Regions from separate parts of the Capra hircus genome. Here region 1 is linked to region 2. The links are chromatin contacts, called in public Hi-C maps. All regions are on one chromosome and are shown on one strand. Each heading gives the region's core, a stretch centred on a gene start, on an enhancer-like site or on the middle of the called end of the contact. The rest is flanking DNA. Distances are from core to core; before and after follow the strand shown.

Region 1 (5,362 bases), core at 1,334-3,833, 440 kb before region 2:
AATGCATGTTACTAAATTGGAAACTTTAATGTTATTTTACAGTAGCCTTTCAGGTCTCTAAATGCAGCACTGAACTTCTCACATCTTTTGTGATCCCTACTTGGAATTTGTTGAAAGACACTTCACCAAAACATTCAAGTAAAATGTTTTGTTTGCTTTAGTCAGCTTATCTAAGCAGCCTAACGGGAACTGATGCGCTATTTGTCTAGTGCGTGTACTTCAGTATTTTGGGGAATGGATCTTCTTTAAACCATAGCACAAAAAGTAATTAACTTTTGTTTTTTCCTAGGAATAATAATGGTTGGGGTTATCGTTGGCTCAAAGAAGACCGGTATAAACCCTGATAATGTTGCTACACCCATTGCTGCTAGTTTTGGTGACCTTATAACTCTTGCCATATTAGCTTGGATAAGTCAGGGTTTGTACTCCTGTCTCGGTAAGTTGACCTGAAATTAAATATAATGATTATTCAGAGTCTCTTTAAATAAATATGTTGCAGCAATATCATGACTCACAGTGGCCTTCATCTGTGTTGGAACTGTGGTTGAGGCTCATTAGAACAATCACTGCTACTTGCTGTACACCTACTATGTGTTGTGGTTCTCACATCCTTCTTCTCTTCATAAAGAATCTAACACTCTAAAAGATAAGGAATATCATCTCTGATTTCAGATGAGAAAACTGAGGGTCATAGAGGTTATGTGTATTACCCACTGTTTGTAGGAAGGTTGAATGCAAGTCTATCATAGTCTTTGAATTCTCTCCTCTGAATATGTAGCACTGAGCATCAACCCACAGGATTCTGAAACATGTTGCACTGTTGTCACAGAGCATAAGGTTGTGCTTGAAATTTAGTGATTTTCCCCCATATCAGAAACCAGTGTGGCAATTCATAATAGCAGCTGAAAAATCACCATGAAAATTAGCCCGAGTGTTGTGGGAATTTGAAGTCATCTTATATATGCAATTCCTGATAATAGTTATTGGGTATTTATAGAATCTGATGAATTGTTTTAATGCAAATTTACACTCCGGAGCTATTGTCAATGTAAATGTATATGATTTGTGAACATACATTTAGTGATAAAAGTTGATTGTAGTTTCATTTTTTTAGATGCCAAATTTTTTAAAAAATTAAAAGAAAATATAAACCCACAGTAATACAAAAAGAGAGAGAAAGGTAGTTTATCAGCCAAGCCAGAAACAAACATATATTCACATATCCTCATATATTTTCGTGGATTCTAGACAGATTTATGGTTTACTTTAGAATAAGTCTAAAAGTACATTTGGTTTGAAGAAGTCAGAATCTCAGATAAATGTTTTTGAACTAAAGAAAGAGCTTTAGCCTAACCAAGGCAGTGATTTTCTGCTACCTTTGGAGATATCAAGAGAAGCTTCATTTAGTATATAAAATTACCTTACATTATTTAGTGAGTGATATAAAAAAGCAATACTCATTAAGATGATGTATATTCAAGGAAAATTCTCTTTTGGAAGATAAGATGTGTCTGTGTGTTGTAAGGTAGAAGATAATAAATGATCAAGGACCCAAATATAAGATCTTGTTCCCATACTAGATAAAGGTATAGTATTTGCACCCTTGAGTACTCAAACTACTGTGAAGTAATTTGTAACACATTTCTCAGCTGCCCGCCAAACACCAGGGTGTCTCCCCAGTTAAAGCCATTGAAGAATGTTCCTATAAATACGACAGTTGTTATAATGAGACAGACTAAATATTTGGATACTTCATATGATAAATCGGTTTTTGAGGAAAATCTCACTTTTAAAATTTATTTCTAAAAATTATACAAGTGGTAAACTCTCCTTACAAAAGACTTGATCAAAATGTGTTGTTCTCTAAAAATTTTAATATTTTGAGTGTTATAGACAATAAATAGTGTTTAAGTCATGAAATAAAAAGTGAAATATAATGATAGTATAGATCATAATTTTGAAAAATAGTTTTATTATCAAATATTGCTTAGACTTTTCTAGGCCTGTGTTCTGAAAGTTGACGCATCATAATTCAAGATGGCTTCACTAAAACAGAATCTTTTATGTCTCGTCGGTGTCGTTTTGGTTCCTTGAGATGAGATTGTTTTCCTGGGCTGCTGATTGATTCCGGTTAATCTGGAGGTGTTTCTGAAGTCACTGTGTGCATTATGAGCACTAGGGGGCCTCATAGCACCAGCCGTGGGGATCCTAGTACTGAGGGCGTTGTGAACGGAGGTTAGAAACGGGCACCAACAGCGGGGACACGTGCACGCCCGTGGCTGGTGCATGGCAGTGTGTGGCCAAAACCACCACAGTATTGTAATTAGCCTTCAATTAGAATAAATTAATTTAAAAAATTCCAAGACCCCCTCATGCTGCCGAGTGGGATGCCTAGCTCTGGGAAACAAAGGTTTAATTCCTGAATTAAATATATTGGAAACACTTAGCAGTCTTTAGAGATAAAAAGGGGATTTCATGGCAACCATAGGCTTTGGTTGTAAATAGAGGCCGTGAATCGTGTGGCTCTGAAAGAACCGAACACGGAGAAGTCTCACTTAACTCCCCACCTAAGAGTTTTGGATATTCGGAAACAACTTCGAATAGCGCCCCTGGTGTCCTGAGGCTCACTCCACAGCCATTCAGTCTGCTGCCTTTCTTTCACTCCCAGTAAATGTGCTGATTTCTGATGCCTGAAGTAAACATGGAATTTCCCCCCTTCCCGCCTATCCAGTCCTCCAAAACAAACACGACAAAAGAAACTAAGCTTTAAGAAAATAATTTAAAAGAAGAAACTAAGCTTTGTTTACTCTTCCTGACTTTATTTTGTCACAGCCCTGGGGAAGCCTCTATTGCTTAGTGAACAGAGTTAGAGTTTAAGCCTGGTCTTCAGGCCTCTTGGAGACTTAACCTTCTCAAGCTCCCAGCCGCCCCTCCCTTTCTTATATTCCAGCCAAACTCCAACATTTACTGATTCTCATACATGCTGGTGTTTTTTGTCTTTTCTTTCTTACGTTATCCCCCTCCTCTCCCTCAAGGTCAATCAGAATCATCATTTTTCAGTACTAAATTAATAGATTCCCTAATCTTAGGTAAACTTTTTCTCCCCTGAATTCTATAGCATGTTATTGACATTTCTCTTAAGATATTCTTTACATCTGGCCAGTCATTATAGCTTTTAAAGTAAATGTCTCTTCCCTTATAAAGGTATAAAGGAAGGACAAAACTGTCTTTATTTTCTGTATTTGTTTTGTAGACCCCATATACTGTATACATAATGAGTGTTAAATAAATAGCACTTCATCACATGCTTTATTCTTTTAGAAAGCTATCCCGTTAATGTGTGTAGAAATTATTAAGGAGGTGGTGTATATATGGAAAATGGAGGACAGATATCCCTCTGAATGACTTTGCCACAGTACCTAGTCAATAACATAATAGATTGTAATGAAAAAAAAAAAGATCCTTTTAGAGAAGACATAGTATAAGGAAGTTATTGGAAGGGTATACTGCCTTAGCAGAAAGTATCTAGTATCACCATAGGAAAATAAAAAGGGCAACCTGTGGCTGGAAAAGACCTATTTCAAATGAAAATAGAGGAAATAGAAGGTCAGTTTACAGTGTAATGTAAGCTCTAGATTATAATATGCTTAGATTTGACTTGCAGAGAAAATATAAAGGCATTTATTCATGCATACAGTAATATTTAAACATATAGTAACCTTTTATATTAGAATATAATTCCTTTACAAAGTTGTGTTAGTTTCTGCTGTACAACAAAGTGGATCAGCTATATGTATCTGTATGTATATATAGCTGGTCTTCCCTCCTGACTCAGACGGTAAAGAATCTGCCCGCAATGCAGGAGACACGGGTTCAATCCCTGGGTTGGGAAGATCTCCTAGAGAAGAGAATGGCTATGCACACCAGTATTTTGCCTGGAGAATTCTATGGACAGAGGAGTCTGGCAGGCTACAGTCTATGGGGTCGCAAAGAGTTGGGCATGACTGAGCAACTAACAAACGTATATCCTCTCCCTCTTGAGCCCCCATCCCATTCCTCTAGGTCATCAGAGAGCACTGAGCTCAGCTCCCTCTGCTATACAGCAGCTTCCCACTAGCTAATTTACACATGGTAGTGTATATATTAGAGCAGGCAATGGCAACCCACTCTAGTACTATTGCCTGAAAAATCCCATGGACGGAGGAACCTGGTAGGCTGCAGTCCATGGGGTCCCTAGGAGTCGGACACGACTGAGCGACTTCACCTTCACTTTTATGCATTGGAGAAGGAAATGGCAACCCACTCCAGTATTCTTGCCTGGAGAATCCCAGGGACGGACGAGCCTGGCGGGCTGCCGTCTATGAGGTCGCACAGAGTTGGACACGACTGAAGAGACTTAGCAGCAGCAGCTGCTGCAGTGTATATATCAGGGGCTTCCCAGGTGGCACTAATGTAAAGAACCTGTCTGCCAGTGCAGGAGATGTAAGAGACATGGATTTGATCCCTGGGTTGGAAAGATCCCCTGGAGAAGGGGATGGAAACCACTGCAGTATTCTTGCCTGGAGAGTCCCATGGACAGAGGAGCCTGGCAGGCTACAATCCATGGGGTCACAGAGTCGGACATGATTGAGAGGCTAACACTTTCAGTGTGTATAAAAATACGTAGCAATCTTTAAAAGCTATTGTGCGCTAAGTCGCTTCATCCTTTAAAAAGCTATTAAAAGGGTCTAAAGTTGGACCAGTAACAGAAATAGCTGTACACAATGATTGTTGCCTTTTCTTTTTCTTGACTGCATAATTTTAAAGGATTTTAAACACTCTTTTTCTCAATTATTTATAACTATGTGGTTATATAATTCCTGTATGCACAATGTATATACTGATTGGAAAAATTATCAGCTTTTCTCTTTTCAGGCAAGATCTGAGCAGCAAAATGTTGGCTCATTTTAACTTTAGAAAGATGGCTTAAGAAGAAATAAGCTCTAAGAACAGTAATAGCCTCAGGTTGTTACTTGGGTCCTGTGGAGACTAACAAGGAGGCCACCTGTAACATATTTACAAAACATTCTAGAGTATCACTGCCTTGATTTGAGTAGAATCTAAAATCATTGTGCTTGTCACTCTTCTACAGAGTTCTTTAGACCTGAACATCCCCAGTTTAGAGTGACTCCTATAAGGTCTGTTAAGTGAGGAAATTCTGATGACTGTTATAAAGGGCATTTTAAAAATTGTTTCCAACTTTCCATGCTCACTTCTTTGTTGTTCACACACAAACAGCTAACATATAAAAATGTCACTCAGAGCAGCTACATATTTAGGAAGGATTTAGGGTGAAAATAAGGAATGCTATTAATGAAATTGG
Region 2 (5,911 bases), core at 763-3,262:
TGCCCAGGCCGGCCCCACCTGGACCTCCTCAGAGACCTATTTCAGTGTCTCAGGGTGCGGTTGCTGCAAATGAGGTCCAGGATAGTGCGAAGCTGCAGTTACAGAAGTAAGTTTCCCCAAGTGCCTGGGCAAGACACCAGCAGGTCCAACAGAATCGAGCTGTGGCATTAAGGACATGGGTGGCCCACCGGTAGGAGGTGTGAGAGCAGGCACAGAGGGCTGGGGTCCTCTGGGAGACCACAGGCGGGTGCCAGGGCGGGAGGGGCGGATGAGGGCAGCCCCGTGGCTGGGGTGGGGGGAGGACACAGGTCTGGGCTGGGCTGGGACAGAGCAGGGTAGGGGAGGAATCAGGAGAAGCCATCCTTCCCCATGTTCCAACCACATGGACCTGGAAGAGTGAGGATACACCCCTGGGTTGTTTACCAAAATCGAAAAGAGAGAAGAGGAAGAGGAGGAGGAACAGACTTGGAAATAAAAGCCTGAAAAGCCCTCTGTTAGATCTCCATCTGGACCAGGTTTTACCAGCACAGATTCTAGCACCTCAGCTGCTGGAGGCTCTTTGTGCCGAGAACTCAGACAGATCATGTTTGCCAAGAATAACTTTGTCAGGTCCTAACTGCTCTGCACCAGGACGTGCAGAGATGGAAATTTTCAGAAGCCCCCCCATCCAATGGGACCTTTCACAGCTCACCAAACAGACCCTGGAAAACAGCAAACAACTGGCTCATCTGTTTAGAAAGTACTGCCAGGATTTCTTTAAAAGATTTTTAGAAAATATTCCAGAATCCACTATAAAACTTTATCAAAAGTGTTTCTTCATTGCTCATAAGCCCACTGACTTTACACAATAATAGCTTTATTTCTAAACATGCCTTCCAATCTTAATCCATACAAATTTCCATGTTTATAGTTTTAATCACAGTATTATTAGATTTCATTTATACCCTTTTTCTTTATATTCCATAACAGTTTCTAATGGTTTTTTATAGTCCTCACCTTGATTCTAATAATAGCATCCATTTCATCATATTCCGGAGAAGGCAATGGCACCCCACTTCAGTACTCTTACCTGGAAAATCCCATGGATGGAGGAGCCTGGTGGGCTGCAGTCCATGGGATCGCTAAGAGTCGGACACGACTGAGCGACTTCACTTTCACGCATTGGAGAAGGAAATGGCAACCCACTCCAGTGCTCTTGCCTGGAGAATCCCAGGGATGGGGGAGCCTGATGGGCTGCCGTCTATGGGGTCGCACAGAGTCAGACACGACTGAAGCAACTTAGCAGCAGCAGCATCATATTCAATACCACAAACTTCTCACCAGACTATAAAAAATCATTTTTCACTATTACATTGATAAATAATGCTGCCACAAACATCTTGGTACAGGTGGTATATTCACAGACCAACTACATAATTTTCTGTTATTTATTCAATATAGGTTTATTAGATACCTATAACCTTAGGCCCAGAGGGTAAGTGAACAAACAGACAGTCTCTGTCCCAAAGGCCGAACAGTCTATTCTGTAATAGTTTTCTGACTTGTGTTCCTTTTTCTGTCTGAGTAATATTCCATACACAGCAGCTCATCCCTACAGGAGCCACGGGGCAGGAGATCAGGGACCATGTGCAAGGTGCCTGAGAGGCCACTGGGGCATGAACTTGCAGCCCGTCACAGGGCGGGTCTGGGCCTCTGCAGGCCTTTCCCTGCCACCACTCCCACCAGGGTCCTGCCTCTCTAAACCACTGGGGAGTGGGCTGCAGTATGGGCAGGAAGTATTCTTCCGGGGACAGGCTGCTCTCAAAGGGGAGAGGACATGCTGAGCGTGCTCAGTGCCTCTCTCCAGCCCCCCGCATCGGGCAACTCACTCCTCTCCTAACAGAGGGAAGGCTGCAACTGCAGCTGGGGCCCCTGCCCACCCCCGCGTGGCATGGAAGCAGGAGTGGGGGCTCCAGCGGCAGGGGGGAGGTGGTCCAGTCTCCTGCTTCCAGCCCCCGTCTCCCCCCAAGACCCGCTCCTGACACCCAGCCCCTCTCAAAGCCTGCCCCCTGGGACTGGCTCTCCAGGGCTCTGGGACCCCGTCAGCAGGCTGAGGGGTGACCGGAAGTGGTTCGGGAAGGAAAATGGCAGCATGTCACCCAAAGTCAGGACCGGAGTAAAACACTGACCCTGCGGTTGGTCTGAGTCTGCCGTTTGGTGGGATGACGGGTTACAGGGTCGATAATCAGGAGGCCAGTCCCTCAGCCACGGGCTGCTTTTGACTGAATTATCATCACTAAATTCACTTACTCAAGCCTTACTGTGTACCAAGAACTTTTCTTCATCATTGTCCTGCTGAGTCTCTGAGCAGCTCTCTGAGCCAGGAGCATTTACCAACTTTCCTTTACACTTGAGGGTAGATAACTTCTCCAGGATCGCCCTGGTGAGTAGCAGTGACCAAGTTCAAACCGCAACGTGTCTGATGGCAAAGTGTGAATTCCTAGCCTCTGTGCTATGCCATGTATCAGCACATGGTCACCCCCGTCTCTCGTGCCCTCCTTCTTCAGGATGCACAGTTGCTTGCAAAACCACTGCTCCGGTTACCAAAGAGAAAACATTTCATTTGACTGATCACACAAGACATTCACAAGCATGGCTGGGAAAAGGCCAGTGTCTCCTGACAGCCAGATCTGAGCCTGCTGATGGTTTATGAACAATAATGATCACTAACACCAGCGGCCACCTGATGTGAAGACCTGACTCATCGGAAAAGCCCCTGATGCTGGGGAAGATTGAGTACAGGAGAAGGGGGAGACAGAGGATGAGCGGGTCAGATGGCATCACTGAAAACGGGCATGAGTTTGAGCAAACTCCCAGAGATAGTGAAGGACAGGGAAGCCTGGCGTCCTGCAGTCCATGGGGCTGCAGAGTCAGGCATGACTGACAGACTGATCGGCATCATCACTGGAGTACTTTCTAAGGCCAGCTCTGTTGTCAGCATCCTCTGTGTGTGTGGTCAGTCAGATGCAACTCTGTGAGACCCTGTGGACCACAGCCCACCAGGCTCCTCTGTCCATGCAATTTATTCCAGGCAAGGATACCGGAATGGGGTGCCATTTCCTTCTCCAAGGGATCTTACTGACCCAAAGATTGAACCCACATCTTTTCTATCTCCTGCATTGGCAGGTGGATTCTTTACCACTAGCGCCATCTGGGAAGCCCCTGTCAGTACCCTGAAAGAAAATTAAAGTCACTCAGTCGTGTCCTACTCTTTGTGACCCCATGGACTGTAGCCCACCAGGCTCCTCCATCCATGGGATTTTCCAGGCAAGAGTACTGGAGCGGGCTGCCATTGCCTTCTCCAGGGGATCTTCCCAACCCAGGGATAGAACCCGGTCTCCCGCACTGCAGACAGACGTTTTGCTGTCTGAGCCACCAGGGAAGCCCTGTCAGTACCCTACGGACAGGTTAACTGATCTAGTCCTCGAAACAGCCACATGAGGGAGGTACTGATGTTTCCACCTCGTTTCATAGCTGAGGTGATTGAGGCCCAGAGAGGTTAAATGACAAGCCCAAAGTCACACAGCAAACAGTAAGCTAGGATTTGAACATAGCTTGTCCAAAATTTAAGAAGCTATTGGGACTTCCCTGGTGGTTCCAGTGGCTCAGATTCCACACTCCCAATGCAAGGAGTTCCACAAGCTGCCACTAAGAGTTTGCGTGCCTCAACTAAAAATCCCGTGTGTAACAACTAAGACCCAGCACAGCCAAACAAGCAAATAAATATTTTTAAACTCCATTTTAAAAAATAGAAGCTACTGGTTCAGCCACCCGCCCTTAAATCCTTTTTGACTGAAAAGGGACAAAGCAGCCCATCCATTTCAGAACACAGGACACTGTGGTGATTCACAGTGGTGGTTCTCCCCGAGCTCCTTCTGGCATAAACATCTAGATCTTTCCACAAAACCATCCCTGGGAAATGCCTGCTGTTTCCTCACATGGGACTCTGGGGCCATGGGGAGGGCTAGGTTACAAAGTCTCATTTTATTTCTCAGTCAGTAGACTGGTCTTTGCCGTATTCTTATGTACAAGTACTCCGCCCTCTGAGCCTCTGCACTGACCTTCTCTGATTCTAAAACTTCTCTCTGCACAAAACATTCCATTTCCATAATGTGGCCTTTCTACTTTGTGAAGACGTCTCTTCTCTGCAAATATTGACAAGAGTTTTTTTTTTTCCTCCCTGTTGATGAATTAACACACCTCAGCCCAGCCAGCATTCTCTGTGCCCTGTATGCTTTGAAACATACAAAGTAAGTTTTCTCGCTGGTTTTATTCACAGAGAGAACTGATTGGTCCCGGACGCAATGAGAACAAAAAACGAACATAACAAGGAGGATCCCAAGAGAAGAGGTTTTCAAGCAGATGCTGAGACTGCCTAATGAGGGTTTAACTAGCATCCAAGCCTTCCAACAAGGAAAGGGGGAAAGGAGACTGCGTTAGGATGGTTAGTTTCACTTGTCCTCTTGGCAGCTCGGACAGTCAAGCGAAGCATTTATTTTAAAAGTTGATCTCTATGTATGGCAAATGAGATTGGTTCCCATTTATGATTTTGACGTATGTTTTCTTTTTCAAATAAATGTGTTTACCAGGAAGCCACCAGGGAAGCCCACTGCAAGGTATGCTGTGCAGTGCATAGTTGCTCAGTCATGTCCAGCTCTTTGCAATCTCATGGACAGAGGAACCTGGCAGGCTCAAGTCCATGGGGATTCTCCAGGCAACAACACTGGAGTGGGTTGCCATGCCCTCCTCCAGGGGATCTTCCCAACTCAGGGATTGAACCCAGGTCTCCCGTACTACAGGCAGATTCTTTACTGACTGAGCCACGAGAGGAGCCCAAGTAAATACACAGAGGTGACAAAAATGTGCATCAGGGTTGGGATGACACAGATAGGAAGTCCACAGGGATCTCCGTAGAACGACGGGGGGCGGGGGGCGCGGAGCAGGGTCTTCACCTGCTCCTCCTCCTTCCCCCATGAAGAAGGCTGGAAGGTGCTTTGTTGAGCTTCAAGAGCAGCCCCTTCCCAGGACCCCTTCTCTCCTGAAGGAAGGCGAGCCCAGGCAGAGGGCACAGACCCTACTGAGAAGGCTCGGTAGGACCTGGGCCTCCTGTCTCCCACAGAATGTCAGACAACTTGGGGTCTCTCTGTTTCTATTGTTATACCCAAGGAATGGAGGTTCCATTAGATCATGCCTGACATGTGTTTGCTTCCAGACAGGATGCGTCACGTGGACACTATTCTTCCTCCTGCTTCACGAGGGGCCTCGGTGTAGATGTGTAGTGCAAGCGTGCCTGTGTGAGTGCCCCTGGGCCCCAGTGTCTCTGAACAAACGAGCAGGGAAAATGCCAAAATGGAGCGATAGCTCAAACTCCCTGTCCCCAGCACAGCACTGGCCTGCCCTGCAGCCCTTCCTCATAACATATAAAATATTAATGCATTTTATTTATTCTCTAATGAATTTCATTATAAATACAGTTAACGCTCTTATCCGTCTCAGACACAACACCTCATGAATCTAATGAAGAAAGTTTCAAGAGAGTCACATCCTGTCATTATCCATAACTAAACTCAGATCCCAGGGGATATCCACAGACCCTCAAAATCAGCCCTTATAACTCGAAGTGTGTATTTCTTACAAATAGCTTTAGGAGCCGCGTTGAATTCAAAAAAGGGGGGGGGGGCATGCTTACCATTGCACACGATGCGAAGCTTAATTTCAAAAACATGCGCAGGAATGCCTGCCGCTGTCATAACCTGTCACTGTGGTATACCATGTCACATGATGCTCGCTTACACAGTAACAGGCTTGGCTTTCTTGTGATCCCTGGATTCTTGCTCTCTCGTTGGCTGGAGGGATGCTGAGGTCCTCAGGG

Evidence for each region. A called contact is a pair of places that touch in the nucleus more often than the background predicts.
Region 1: a contact with region 2 is called in a Hi-C map of blood, with 6 times the contacts expected there. The contact joins two enhancer-like sites. A contact is called at or near these places in 2 of 5 Hi-C or Micro-C datasets (both in blood).

The regions. Positions count from the first base shown.
Region 1 is chr5:67,104,347-67,109,708 of ARS1.2, reverse strand. It overlaps SLC41A2 (solute carrier family 41 member 2), which reads left to right. Exons shown (of 11, transcript XM_018048199.1): 6 at 290-436. Among named protein-coding and RNA genes, the nearest start is that of SLC41A2, 95 kb to the left of the region's middle. Within about 2 kb of position 2,583, at least 1 of the 5 cell types and tissues checked has an H3K27ac peak or open chromatin away from gene starts, as enhancers often do.
Region 2 is chr5:66,664,297-66,670,207 of ARS1.2, reverse strand. No RefSeq gene overlaps it. Among named protein-coding and RNA genes, the nearest start is that of EID3, 59 kb to the right of the region's middle. Within about 2 kb of position 2,012, at least 1 of the 5 cell types and tissues checked has an H3K27ac peak or open chromatin away from gene starts, as enhancers often do.